Linked DNA regions of Triticum aestivum: region 2 is linked to region 1. A link is a contact called in public Hi-C data. All regions are on one chromosome and are shown on one strand. Each heading gives the region's core, a stretch centred on a gene start, on an enhancer-like site or on the middle of the called end of the contact. The rest is flanking DNA. Distances are from core to core; before and after follow the strand shown.

What was found. Hi-C and Micro-C count contacts between places; a contact is called where the count stands out from the background.
Region 2: a contact with region 1 is called in a Hi-C map of leaf, with 3 times the contacts expected there. The contact joins the promoter of LOC123052957 here to the promoter of LOC123052949 in region 1. A contact is called at or near these places in 2 of 5 Hi-C or Micro-C datasets (both in leaf) and 1 of 1 datasets of contacts at active chromatin or transcription factors (leaf).

Annotation. Positions count from the first base shown.
Region 1 is chr1A:399,454,487-399,461,642 of IWGSC CS RefSeq v2.1, forward strand. LOC123052949 (protein DEHYDRATION-INDUCED 19 homolog 2) reads right to left here and starts at 2,918. Exons shown (of 5, transcript XM_044476318.1): 1 at 2,661-2,918; 2 at 2,421-2,578; 3 at 181-258; 4 at 1-44. The coding sequence starts at 2,742.
Region 2 is chr1A:399,727,403-399,734,558 of IWGSC CS RefSeq v2.1, forward strand. It overlaps LOC123052957 (receptor-like protein kinase FERONIA), which reads left to right and starts at 2,820. Exons shown (of 1, transcript XM_044476330.1): 1 at 2,820-6,127. The coding sequence starts at 3,173. The coding sequence ends at 5,851.

The sequences.
Region 1 (7,156 bases), core at 1,668-4,167:
TGGGACCCGGAAGATACTTTTCGGACTCTGCGCCTGCGTTGCATGTATTCTTCATTAAGGAAAGCAATGAATAAATTGTCTTCCAATAGAAACCATGTATTCTGAAGAGGACACATTGTAATATGGTAAAGTCACTAGTACTCATTGGCAGCAGTACAGTGTGAATAAAGAAAAGGATATCTTGAAGTAACTTCCATGCTGCATTGTCAAGTGGCCTATCAAGTCCACCCCAACCCTTGTAGCACAGATGGGGCATACCTGAAAGGTTAGTTCATAAAATTCCATGAGTGCTTATTATTTGAATTCATCAAACAGTTATGCTCACACAAGCAAGGACACAAGGTGAGCACGGTGTCACAATGAAGTCCTACAAGAAAAGAAAACTAAACTGCCAATTATGCCTAATACAGGTAAAAATGAACTACTCCCTCTGTCCCATAATATAAGACGTTTTTTGAAGGACAGAGGGAGTACGTTTTAGTTTAACTCTCTCTAGGCTTACAGTCCAAGTAAACTCAAGGTAACCCAGCAAAACACGCATTAATTTATATTCTAAGTGTAATAATAAAACAAGAAACTTAACTCTCTAGTGTCCCTAAACAGTAAATGTGAGTCCCAATGTAGAAAACCAGGTAGCAATCGCGAACCATAAAAAGTTAAGTACCACTCTTTTTATTCTATAGATAACTCTACTCCGCACCACACACAAATTAATCAGTGTACACAACTTTTACTCAATGAAATGTGCAAGAACCATGTATCCAAACTCTCAACTAACGAACATAGCTAGCCTAGCAACTATATCTCAAACAACATAACATATTTAATAATGCACGCCCTACTTTGAAGGAGAAGGATGATCTTCTACAATTCAGAGAGCTTAGAACTTGAGTTCTTAACAAGAAAAACAATTACTCAAACTGAAGAGAGGAATAATACATGGCACCTAAGAGGGCCCGAGACTAAGAACAGGAAACTAAAATTTTGTAAAGAGAAATTCTAAAAAGGAACTTGTATAGCCAGTAGCGAATCTATCAGGTGGGCTTCGACAGCCTAGCCTCTGATTTTTCCAGGAAAAAGGCATATATGCATAAGCAAAGCAATCATGGGAGATAATCACAAAAGGGATCATGTTAATACGTGTGGCATTGCCTACACAGTTCTGGGCAATGCAAGCGGCGCTTGGGCCTTAGTGCCTATGGCCCGCCCAACAGCTAGCCTGTGTTGAACCCCTCTCTCGTCATCGCGTGCCGCACAACACGTTGGCATCCAGAGGCCGTGTAGCAGGGGAGGCGAGCAGTGGCCTGTAGCTATACGAGATTTTCTTGATTCAAGCAACTTCTTTTCTTTCCAAATTCAGTATTAGTAAATATATTTGACTAGCTGAGATACTTCTTCGGTCCTAAAATATAGCACATGTTTCTCAAGATTATCTTTGATCAAGAATCTAATTGGTCAACCATATGTGGATTGTGTGATTCAAAAATGAGATTGTTGGAATCATGTTGAAATGAACTTTTGAATAATACCGATTTCGTATAAGTTAATCCAAAAATAATAACTGATTAGTCAAAGATATATCTCAAAAAACGGCACACCTTATATTTGAGACCGAGTCAGCTATATGGTAAGAATTTTACCAAAGTTGATGGTTGTTGTTGAGAAGTTACCACTTCACACTTTCATTGCTAATATTAGGAGAAAGTGAGGAATTTCGGTGATGTCATGATTATTTGATGATAAAATTTAAATTCAACAAACCTACATTTGATGTTTATTTCTTCGATTCGGATTAGTGTATTAAGCTTTGAGCATATTCTCCACTGTGTACTGACAATCTTATTGGCCAGCCATAACACAAAACTGTTTCAGCTAGTTGCATAACTCAACTCGAGAACCAACAATACCTAATACTCCTACAACCCAAGGGAACTACATTCCAAAACCAAACTGACCAAAGGAAAAATTCCCAAGAGCCATAAAGACTCCTGTAGGAACGCCAGAGGCCAACCACATCCCGCAATTCCAACCAGCAACACCATAAAGAAACTCTCTGTCAAGGGAGCAGGTTCCTAAAGTGTTCCAACGCAGCCACCCAAAAGGGAACTTGATTTCTACATTTCCAACCCGAACTACCACAGACAAACAAGAATTCTCCAGCAGAACATTCAAGAATCTCATCTTTTCAGCAATCTACAAAGCAGTAAACCTATTCCATATCAAAATTACAAGAACAATGGATTTTCCGAACCACTAAAACGTATGGGTTCCTTAATTGCACCATTATCAACATTTCCGTCCTCAAGCGTGACGCATCCTAACAATACTTGGCGTAAAATGTCCCATTTCGGCTAAAATTATCTCAAGGGCTCAAACGGGACCCGACCAAGCGAATCATCAGAAAGGGCGAGGCGACATACCCCGCTCTTGGCCTCGACGGCGTGCTCGTCGTCGATGTGGCAGCAGAGCCCGACGAAGTCGAAGTCCTCGCCGCAAAAGGGGCAGTTGTAGGCCTCCGCCCCGCGCGCCTCCACCTCGTCCCCGCCGGCGTCCGCGTCGTCGAACCCCATGTACAGATCTGACGTGCGACCACAGCGAAATCACGCATCAGCCCCAACGTCGAATTAAAAAGGCGAAATCAGCCGATCGATCGATCGTACCGTAGCGGGACTGCAGGCGCCTCGCGGCGGCGGCGGAGGAGGAGGTGGAGGAGGAGCGGCCCCACGCGTCACCGGAATCCATGGCGGAATTGGACGAAACCCTAGCCTCGCCTCGCCTCTCTCTCTCCTTTCCCCTTTGTGCTGGTGAATTCTTTTTTGGCTTTCCAGGCTTTTCTGTCCGCTCCTCTCTTTCCACTGCTTCGGTGTGCGCGCGAGCGAGCGTGCGGTGTTTGTTGGCCGTTTGCTCCGGTGTGGGTCGGTGCGTGTGAGTGATTGGAATGAATTATGGGACGGAAAGGTGGGGGGAGGGTGGTAGTTGGTGGCTGCCTGCACCTGGTCTACGGTGAGCCACTGGTAACTGCACGGTGGGGCCTCGCTGTCAGCGGTGGTATTTTTGGTGAGATTCTGTCACTGATGGTTGGTGCTGCGAAATGGTTGCAGCGTAGCAAGGGGGCTTAGGGCTACAAATGTGGGAAATCGGAATTTCTAGCGATTTGAGAAGTATTTCCTCATTCTATTTTCTCGGTTAAAACCAGATTAAAAACACAGTTTTTTGACTTTTCTGGATTAGTATAAATATATACATTCACGTACATGCAACCCAACAAAAAGGATTGGGGTTGTGAAGGAGCAAGAAGAAGTGACTAGATACAGAAGACACAAGAAGCTTCAAACGGTGACGGATGGCACCAACAACCGGCAAGGGTTGAATCAACCCGAGTCAAACCGACTTAGCCAGACATGGGAAAATTCGAACCAAGCCTTACTTATCACAGGCCCGGGACGCCTTGCCAGCCCAGTTGCCAGAGTCTACCTAAACCATCTCATGAACTTGCACGGATGCCCAATTCCCATGTTCCATCTTGCATGTTTCTCGATCCCCCGATGCCACACGCTTGTTGCCGCCGATGTCCCCGGCCTTCGTGTTAGACCCTGACAAACTAAAGCTCAGAAGATGCCTTGAAGTCACAAAATAGAGTGCAAAGTAGCAGTCTTATGATGAGAAAGTCTAGGGTTTGCGCCAATCTCTGGTATGCCAATTAAGGGTGTGTTTGGTTTCTGTCATCAAGTGGAACGGCACGGGTCGGGTCCTTCCCGAAGACCCATTCCTCGTTTGGATCGTCGAAGGAACCGGAACCAACCGATTCAAGGGAATGGCATATTCCCTGATTATTCATCCCAAGCGGTCTCTCGAAATCGAGCGGACCACGCGAAACCGCCCGTTCCCACGACCTCACTCCCCTGCTACACAGACCAATGAAGTCGCGTGCTACTTCTTGAGTTTGCGTTGGTTTTTTCCTTGAAGAGGAAAGGGTGATGCAGCAAAGTAGAGATAAATATTTTCCTCGGTTAGAGAACCAAGGTATCAATCCAATAGGAGACAACGCACAAATCACCAATACCTGCACAAACAATCAAACACTTTGCACCCAACGCGATAAAGGGGTTGTCAATCCCTTCAAGGTCACTTGCAAAAGTGAGACCCGATAAAGATAGATAAGACTAAACAAAAGATAAAGTAAATGTTTTTGAGGTTTTTTGGTTTATAGATCGGAAAGTAAAAGATTACAAAATAGTAGATTGGAAACTTATATGATGGAAAATAGATCCGGGGGCCATATGTTTCACTAGAGACTTCTCTCAAGATAGCAAATAATACGGTGGGTGAACAAATTACTGTCGAGCAATTGATAGAAAAGCGCAAAGTTATGACGATGTCCAAGGCAATGATTATGAAATATAGGCATCATGTCCGTGTCAAATAGACCGACTCCTGCCTGCATCTACTACTATTACTCCACACATCGACTGACTCCTGCCCACATCTAGAGTACTAAGTTCATGAAGAACAGAGTAACGCTTTAAGTAAGATGACATGATGTAGAGGAATAAACTCAAGCAATATGATGTAAACCTCATCTTTTTATCCTCGATGACAATAATACAATACTGTAGGATCGAAAGTATGTCTAGAGGGGGGTAATTAGACTACTTGACCAAATAAAAATCTAGCCTTTTCCCAATTTTAATTCTTGGCAGATTTTAGCAACTCAGCACAAGTCAAGAAAACAACCTACACATGCAATTCTAAGAGTATAGCAGCGGAATATAAAACAATTGCATATGAAGGTAAAATGGAGGAGTTTGGAGGGAGCAAACGCAACGTAGACACGGAGATTTTTAGCGTGGTTCAACCCACGAAGGGTAACGGTTGCGTGAGTTCACGAAGGGCTCCACCCACGAAGGGTCCATGAAGAAGCAACCTTGTCTATCCCACCATGGCCATCGCCCACGAAGGACTTGCCTCACTAGGGTAGATCTTCACGAAGTAGGCGATCTCCTTGCCTGTACAAACTCCTTGGTTCAACTCCACAATCTTGACGGAGCCTCCCAAGTGACACCTAACCAATCTAGGAGACACCACTCTCCAAGAGCTAACAAATGATGTGTTGATGATGAACTCATTGCTCTTGTGCTTCAAATGATAGTCTCATTGTTGTGATGCTATCGCAATTGCATATGAAGGTAAAATGGAGGAGTTTGGAGGGAGCAAACGCAATGTAGACACGAAGATTTTTGGCGTGGTTCCGATAGGTGGTGCTATCGTACATCCGCATTGATGGAGACTTCAACCCACGAAGAGTAACGGTTGCGCGAGTCCACGGAGGGCTCCACCCACGAAGGGTCCACGAAGAAGCAACCTTGTCTATCCCACCATGGCCATCGCCCACGAAGGACTTGCCTCACTAGGGTATATCTTCACGAAGTAGGCGATCTCCTTGCCCGTACAAACTCCTTGGTTCAACTCCACAATCTTGACGGAGCCTCCCAAGTGACACCTAACCAATCTAGGAGACACCACTTTCCAAGAGGTAACAAATGGTGTGTTGATGATGAACTCCTTGCTCTTGTGCTTCAAATGATAGTCTCCCCAACACTCAACTCTCTCTCATAGGATATGATTTGGTGGAAAGATGATTTGAGTGGAAAGCAACTTGGGGAAGGCTAGAAATCAAGATTTATGTGGTTGGAATGAAGTATCTTGACCTCAACACAAGTGTAGGTGGTTCTCTCTCAGAAAATGTATGTTGGAAGTGTAGGCATGTTCTGATGGCTCTCTCCATGAATGAAGAGAGGTTGGAGGGGTATATATAGCCTCCACACAAAATCTAACCGTTACACACAAATCACCAAACTCGGTGGGACCGAATCATACAACTCGGTCAGACCAATTTAGTTCATAATGTGACCGTTAGGGTTTTCGGTGGGACTGACTTGTCAACTCGGTGGGACCAATATCATTAGGGTTAGGGCATAACATAATCTCGGTGAGACCGATTACACAAACTCGGTGAGACCGATTTTGGTAATAGACTAACCAGAGAGTTGGTCAGGCAATCTCGGTGGGACCGATTCGCTCTCCCGGTAGGACCAAAACGTTACGAAAGGGAAACAAAGAGTTTGCATTGCAATCTCGGTGGGACCGATCGCTCATCTTGGTTGGACCGAAACATTACGAAGGGAAATAGAGAGATTACAATCCCATCTCGGTGAGACCGAGATCCCTATCGGTGGGCCGAAAAGACTAGGGTTTCTGGCAGTGGCTATGTCAAGTGAACTCGGTGGCGCCGGATAGATCAAATCGGTGGGGCTGAGTTTGACTTTTTGTTTGGGATATATTTGGATATGAGAAAGTGGTTGAGGGTTGTGGAGCATATCACTAAGCACTTTGAGCAAGAACCTCATTAAGCAACACCTCATCCCCTCTTAATAGTATTGGCTTTTCCTATGGACTCAATGTAATCTTGGATCACTAAAAATGAAATGTAGAGTCTTGTGCTTTGAGCTTGAGCCAATCCTTTTGTCCTTAGCATTTTGAGGGGTCCACTTTCTAATCCATGCCATGCCAATCATTGAGCTTTTTCTGAAATATTTATCTTCAAGTAGCATTAGCTCAATGAGCTATATGTTGTTAAGGATTACCAAAACCACCCAGGGATAGTTGCACTTTCAATCTCCCCCTTTTTGGTAATTGATGACAACATATAGATCAAAGCTTCGACAAATGATTATAAGATTGAAAAACATCGTCGCTTTGAGAAGTATGTGATAAGCAAGAGCTCCCCCTAAATTTGTGCATTATTTAAAATTTGCTTTTGAATGCAAATGCACAATCGATTAAGATCATGGGTTACTCTTCCATGTCACATACATCTTGGTGGATTGCTCAAAATGATAGAAATTAAAAGCATGCACTCATCACCAAGCAAGTGAATGATCATATATGGAATATAAAGGATAGCATCATTCAACCAAACATTAAGGTAGCATATGATCAACCACATGATCATATAAGTATCTCACAAGGACACAAAGTATCTTACACAAGCACACAATAAAGTAGTTCAACCAAAATAGAAAGAGAGATAAAAAGCAAGACACTCTCTCTCAAAGCCTATGATCTATACATATTTCTCCCCCTTTGGCAACAAGTT
Region 2 (7,156 bases), core at 1,570-4,069, 270 kb after region 1:
GATGCATGCTGAATAGCGGTCAATGTGTGGAGTAATAGTAGTAGATGCAGGCAGCAGTCGGTCTACTAATCTTGGACGTGATGCCTATATAATGATCATTGCTTGGATATCGTCATAATTATTGGAGGTTCTATCAATTGTCCAACAGTAATTTGTTTACCCACTGTTTGCTATTTTCCTCGAGAGAAGCCACTAGTGAAACCTACGCCCCCCGGGTCTTCTTTCTCATATATTTGCCTTTGCGATCTACTTTTCTCTTGCATTTATTTTCATATCTACCAAACCAAAAATACAAAAATACTTTGCTGCAATTTATTCTTATTTATTTTATTTGGCGTTTGATCTATCAATCTACTACAAATTTATCTCACATCCGTTTGCTTATCTTGAGGCGCCGTACCCCAAAAGGGATTGACAACCCCTTTAACACGCCGGGTTGCGAGGATTTGTTATCTGTGTGCAGGTGCTGTTTACGTTGTGTTGCTTGGTTCTCTTACTGGTTTGATAACCTTGATTTCATATCTGAGGGAAATACCTACCGCCGTTGTGCTGCATCATCCCTTCCTCTTTGGGGAAATACCGACATAGCTTCAAGCGACATCACACTGTCGCCGCATCCTCGGGCTTGTAAAGCCACATCGGACTAGCCGGGAGTTGGAAAGGAAGGATGTGACATTGGAGCATAACTTGAATCATGTCCACCAGCTTGATTTTCTTACCCATCATGGACTTGATTCTCTTCTGGAACATCGTCACCTCCTCTGGATTGCCCCAATCTAGGCCTTTCTTCGTCTAGGAGATGAACCTCTTTGAGGGCCCGACCAAGAAGACCGGGATATCTGCCTAGCCTTCGGCGGGCAACTCGGTGATGTAAAACCACTCTTGCTGCCACGCCTTCTAGCCAAGTCATCTTCTAGAGCTTACTGATCATGGCCCCACCGTAGTGTGGCTCGACGCGAAGGAATGCCTCGCGGACGGTGATAAACGCCGCAAGGTGCACTATGGAGTTCGGGGCTAGATGCTAAAAATCTAGCTCGTAGAAGAAGACGACCCCTCACAAAGGGGTGCAAGGGGAACCCCAGGCCTTGGATGAGGGGGAGACAAAGACTACCCTCTCCCCTTGCTTGGGAGTAGGGCTCCAGTGTCCGGCAAACGGCTCCGACGTGGTAACCCGCGGTCCGGAGCTCCTTGATGGTGCCCTCCGTGATGTTGAGGCCACCCACTTGCCCTTCAGATCGACATAGCCATCGCTGATGGGGGATGTGGGCGCTGGAAAGGGGCTTGGAAGTTTGAGAATGGATCTGGGGCGCTTGAGCTTTCGAGGCTTCGAGCAATGGCGCAAGAGATGGAAGCGTATGGGAAAGTAAGATTACCGCCCCTTGTTTTCATAGGCCAACAAAAGACTAAGACTCCCCTCGTGGTGCCGGATAAATCACCACGTTCTGGACTTTCATGCCGTTATGCACGCATGGGGTGAAACAATTCTTGATGATATCCCATAAAAAACGAAGCACGGTCTCTGCATTGATGGGACGTGACAATGAGAAAGTTGCCTTGGGTCGTGATTCGAGCTGCAATAATTGGCTCGCTTAAACGCCGTAGGGGGTGATGGTTCGGTAAAAGCTGCCAGGCGAGAGCACTGTTCACAGCTATGCGGCAAGCCTTTGAGGCTAAGCTAACTCGGGAATTCAGGTGCCGAAGAGTGGCCCTTAAAACATGTGGTCGGTGGGAAATCCCATTAAGTGGAAGCTCGATAATTGTTTTAAGTAAAGAAAATCTCGAGTTTACATGAAAGCCATCTAGAGAGAAGAACTTGCCTGCCAAGCTAAAGACTTTACAACTAGAAACGTTGGCCCGAGGATGTATCTGACGTCCTCGGCTCCGAAGACAAGTTCAGGGGCTACTGACAGTGTCACGGACTAGGGGTACCCACCTAGTTGGCCGACGGTCCATGGGTCGAGCTTACGGCCCGCCGATCTCACAAGGAAGGACTCCGTAAACTTCGAACCTAGGCGCGATCAGGACAAACACTGCCGAAGACTTGGCGTGTACTTCAAGTACTACCAGACTGTCGGCATGTTTATTCCTAGTTGGTAACCGGCCATACGTAACCCTAGATACCTCCGGTGTCTATATAAACCACGGGGTTTCATCCGCAGGGACAAAATCATGATTACCAGCTTTAGGGTTTAGAACACAACATATGATCTTGAGTTAGATCATCTTGTACTCAGTACGCAAGCAATATAATCAAAGCAGGACGTAGGGTTTAACCTCTTCAAGAAGGTCCGAACCTAGGTAAAACATTGTGTCCCTTCTCTCGTGTTACCCATCGTTCCAGATATACAGCTCGGGACCCCATAGGCGAGATCCACCGGTTTTAGTACCGACACCCTCCTCTTCCAATGCCGCCGCTATACCTCGCCGATCGCCACCCAGGCATTGCCGGACATCCGCAACCACGACCCACGCGCCCGCTCGCCTTGTACTACGACGCCGTCCACCTAGGATCCGTCCACAGCCAGGTACCTCCGCCCTCCTGTTGATGATGTCCATGACGATCACCACGCCCGACAGATGTTTGGTCAAATGCCACCGAGCTTATTTTCGAATATCATATCGTTTTTGAGAGTACGAAGAATGGTGGGATGGAGGACGAGACAGTGCACATCACGACCCGGAACCCATGTTAGCGGGGCCTACGCCCGCCTTCCTCCTCCCGCCGCGTCGCCCTCTCGCTTTCTCTGAGACGGCACTGATTGCGCTGCGCCGACCCCGTCGCTGGTGGGTCCCTTCACCCCGTTGCCCCGTTCCGGGTTCCCTGGCTCGGCTGGCTCACAGCTTGCATTTGGCAACAGCAGCAGCCTCAGCTCGGCTGGCCACCGCACCGCGTCCCTCCACCACTGACCCCCCGCTTAATGCCGCGCCCGTAGTCTCCGAAACCTCTCCCCCCCTTCTTCCTCGACGCCACCCTCCCCGGCCCTTCTCTCCTCCCCCGCCACCGCCACCACCGCGGCCGCCACTCCGCCCTCAAATCCCACCTCAGCCGCCGCTCGCAACCCCCACCCGCGCGTAAATCCGCCCCAGATCGGCGCCGGGGGAGCCGTTTGATGGGCGATCTGTGAGCCGCGACGAAACGCAGAGCGAGCTACACACAGCTCGCAGTCGCGCCATGGGAGGAGGCCCGAGATGCGCGCTCCTGCTGCTCGTGGCCGCCGCGGCCGCCGCGCTTGTCCCCGCGGCGTGGGCGCAGGACCCGACCGCGCCGGCGCCCTCGGGGGCCCCCTTCGTGCCGCGGGACGACATCCTGCTCGACTGCGGCGCCACGGGGAAGGGCAACGACACGGACGGCCGGGAGTGGCGTGGCGACGCCGGCTCCAAGTACGCGCCGCCGAACCTCGCCTCCGCCGACGCGGGGGCGCAGGACCCCTCGGTGCCGCAGGTGCCCTACCTCACCGCGCGGGTCTCCGCGGCGCCCTTCACCTACTCCTTCCCGCTCGGCCCCGGCCGCAAGTTCCTCCGCCTGCACTTCTACCCGGCCAACTACTCCGGCCGCGCCGCCGCCGACGCCTTCTTCTCCGTCTCCGTCCCGGCAGCCAAGGTCACGCTCCTCTCCAACTTCAGCGCCTACCAGACCGCCACGGCGTTCAACTTCGCCTACCTCGTGCGCGAGTTCTCCGTCAACGTCACCGGCCCGACCCTCGACCTCACCTTCACCCCGGAGAAGGGGCGCCCCAACGCCTACGCCTTCATCAACGGCATCGAGGTCGTCTCCTCCCCGGATCTCTTCGACCTCGCCACACCGTTCTTCGTCACCGGTGACGGCAACAACCAGCCGTTCCCGATGGACCCCGGTGCTGCTCTGCAGACCATGTACCGGCTCAACGTCGGAGGCCAGGCCATCTCCCCTTCCAAGGACTCCGGCGGGGCTCGGTCATGGGACGACGACACGCCCTACATTTACGGTGCAGGGGCTGGGGTGTCGTACCCGAACGATCCCAATGTCACAATCACCTACCCTCCCAGTGTGCCGGGATATGTGGCGCCACTGGATGTCTATGCCACGGCGCGATCAATGGGGATAGACAAGGGTGTGAACTTGGCCTACAATCTCACCTGGATAGTGCAGGTGGATGCTGGGTTCACATACCTTGTGAGGCTCCATTTCTGCGAGATACAATCCCCAATTGATAAGCCGAATCAGCGGGTGTTCAACATTTACCTCAACAACCAGACTGCCGTGGAAGGTGCTGATGTGCTCCAGTGGGTGGATCCGCGTAGTACCGGTACCCCATTGTACAAGGATTTCGTGGTCGGCACTGTGGGTTCAGGGATTATGGATTTCTGGGTGGCTCTTCATCCGGATATACGGAACAAGCCACAGTACTATGATGCTATTCTCAATGGGATGGAGGTGTTCAAGCTGCAACTTACTAATGGGAGCCTCGCGGGGCCAAACCCTGTCCCAAGTGCTGATCCAGCGGCGCATACCGGGCAAGGGAAGAAGAGTTCGCTTGTCGGGCCTATTGCTGGTGGAGTAATTGGAGGTTTGGCAGTGCTTGCACTTGGATATTGCTGCTTCATTTGCAAGAGGCGGAGGAAAGTGGCCAAGGATGCCGGCATGAGTGATGGCCATTCTGGTTGGCTGCCGTTGTCGCTGTATGGCAATTCACACACTTCAAGCTCAGCCAAGTCGCATGCTACAGGGAGTATTGCTTCATCTTTGCCATCCAACCTGTGCCGCCATTTCTCCTTTGCAGAGATCAAGGCTGCAACGAAGAACTTTGACGAGTCACGGATCCTTGGTGTTGGTGGGTTCGGTAAAGTTTACCAGGGAGAGATCGATGGGGGCACAACTAAGGTGGCTATCAAGCGTGGCAACCCCTTGTCTGAGCAGGGCATACATGAGTTCCAGACTGAAATTGAAATGCTGTCAAAGCTCCGCCACCGCCATCTTGTGTCGTTGATTGGTTACTGCGAGGACAAGAATGAGATGATCCTGGTCTATGACCACATGGCCCATGGAACTCTGCGTGAGCACCTATACAAGACCCAGAATGCGCCGCTTAGCTGGAGGCAGCGTTTGGAGATCTGCATTGGTGCAGCCCGTGGGCTGCACTACCTTCACACCGGTGCAAAGCACACCATTATCCACCGTGATGTGAAGACCACAAACATCCTCCTGGATGAGAAATGGGTCGCCAAGGTTTCAGATTTTGGTCTGTCCAAGACTGGGCCGTCGATGGATCACACACATGTGAGCACAGTTGTCAAGGGCAGTTTCGGTTACCTAGATCCTGAATACTTCCGCAGGCAGCAGCTCACCGAGAAGTCTGATGTGTATTCATTTGGCGTGGTGCTGTTCGAGGTCCTCTGTGCTCGGCCTGCCTTGAACCCCACTCTTGCAAAGGAAGAAGTCAGCCTGGCAGAATGGGCATTGCACTGCCAGAAGAAGGGAATTCTGGATCAGATTGTTGATCCCTACCTAAAGGGAAAGATCGTTCCGCAGTGCTTCAAGAAGTTTGCCGAGACAGCTGAGAAGTGCGTTGCCGACAACGGCATCGAGCGCCCTTCGATGGGAGATGTGCTTTGGAACCTGGAGTTTGCTCTTCAGATGCAGGAAAGCGCGGAGGAGAGCGGAAGCTTCGGCTGTGGGATGTCGGATGAGGAGGGCGCTCCCCTGGTGATGGCTGGAAAGAAGGATCCCAATGACCCGTCAATCGATTCAAGCACCACCACGACCACGACAACTTCCCTAAGCATGGGCGACCAGAGCGTCGCGAGCATCGACTCGGACGGGCTGACGCCGAGCGCGGTCTTCTCGCAGATCATGAACCCCAAGGGGCGGTGAGGTAAAAATCCGGTTCTGCTTGTCGCCCTTCGGGCCTAATTTATTCATTCAGCATATTTTTCATGAATTTGTGCACTTGTTATCTGGCAAGTTATGGACTGGGGGTCAGAGAATTGTTTCATACTGTACCATTAGACATTTCTGCCTTGCCTTGTATTTTCTTCTTCTTCTTCTTCAGCGTTGTGATGACTCGATGCTTATTAGCATGTGTAATTACGGCCGCTGCCACGTGTTATTGACCCAGCAAGTAAATACTGTATGAGAAAGTGATGTGCATGGCCTTTTCCCCTTTTTCGCCTTCATTCATGCTCCTTTCCGAATCCTGGTGATTGACACGGGATCGTCCATGCCCGTGTTGATGTTGATTGTTACCAGTCGTGCTCATTCATATGCCGTGTTGCATGTCGCCTTGTGTTCAATCACAAACTTCATTTTGCGGCGTCCAGCAGACAAGTAGTTGATGCTGAACCGGAGCTTGTGCCCAGCTGTTCACTTGCAGCTGTAGAGCACTGTCCAGTCTGTCATCTTGATGCAGTCAACTCACCTACTTCCAGCGATATACAGCAGTAGGAGTATATAATTTCTGCTCATCCAACTGCTTGTCTTCCATGTTATTCGATTACTATAAGCTTACAGCTGTGCACGTCTGAAGAAATTAGTGGAATCGAATAATTCTGGCTTCCAGCTGTTCCGTCGAGAGAATGAGCACTTGAATACTGCCTCCTATGATTCCGGTGTCCAGGTCTGTGGAGTGCGACTCGTCACGTCGTGCCAGCATCGTGAAATCTCCCAAGTGGACGGACGGACGGCATTGTTTCACTATTCCGTTTTGCTTGCCCAACCACACGTTTTGGGGTCGATGATGCCGCCCAACCCTAAATCATGTGCCGGTCTTGCTTCCTCTGCGTAGTGTAGGTCTTTGCCAGAGTTCCGTCTTTGCCCGGAGATCATGGAAGGAGTGAAGGAGGGTTGCCCAACTGTTTTGAGAGCAGGGAGCCACACGCAGAACACAACCGTATTATCCAGCTACGGCGAGCACAAGTTGTGCCTCAAACCACGAGACGTGTCGCCCTGTATCTCGTTTCTCCTGAATGGATGCCAGCGATTTTCTTCTCATTACAACTTGTCGTTCCTGCTGTGCTGTTACCCAGCTCGATTTCGTCCTTCTTGCAAAGAAAGAATCGGTCCTGTTCACATGGAGAGCGGGAAGGGGTCAGGAATACCACTTCAACGCCGCCCTCCCCGATCATGGAATACGACTGTTTCTTGTATCACTGTATCAGCACCTCATATTCCCACAATAAA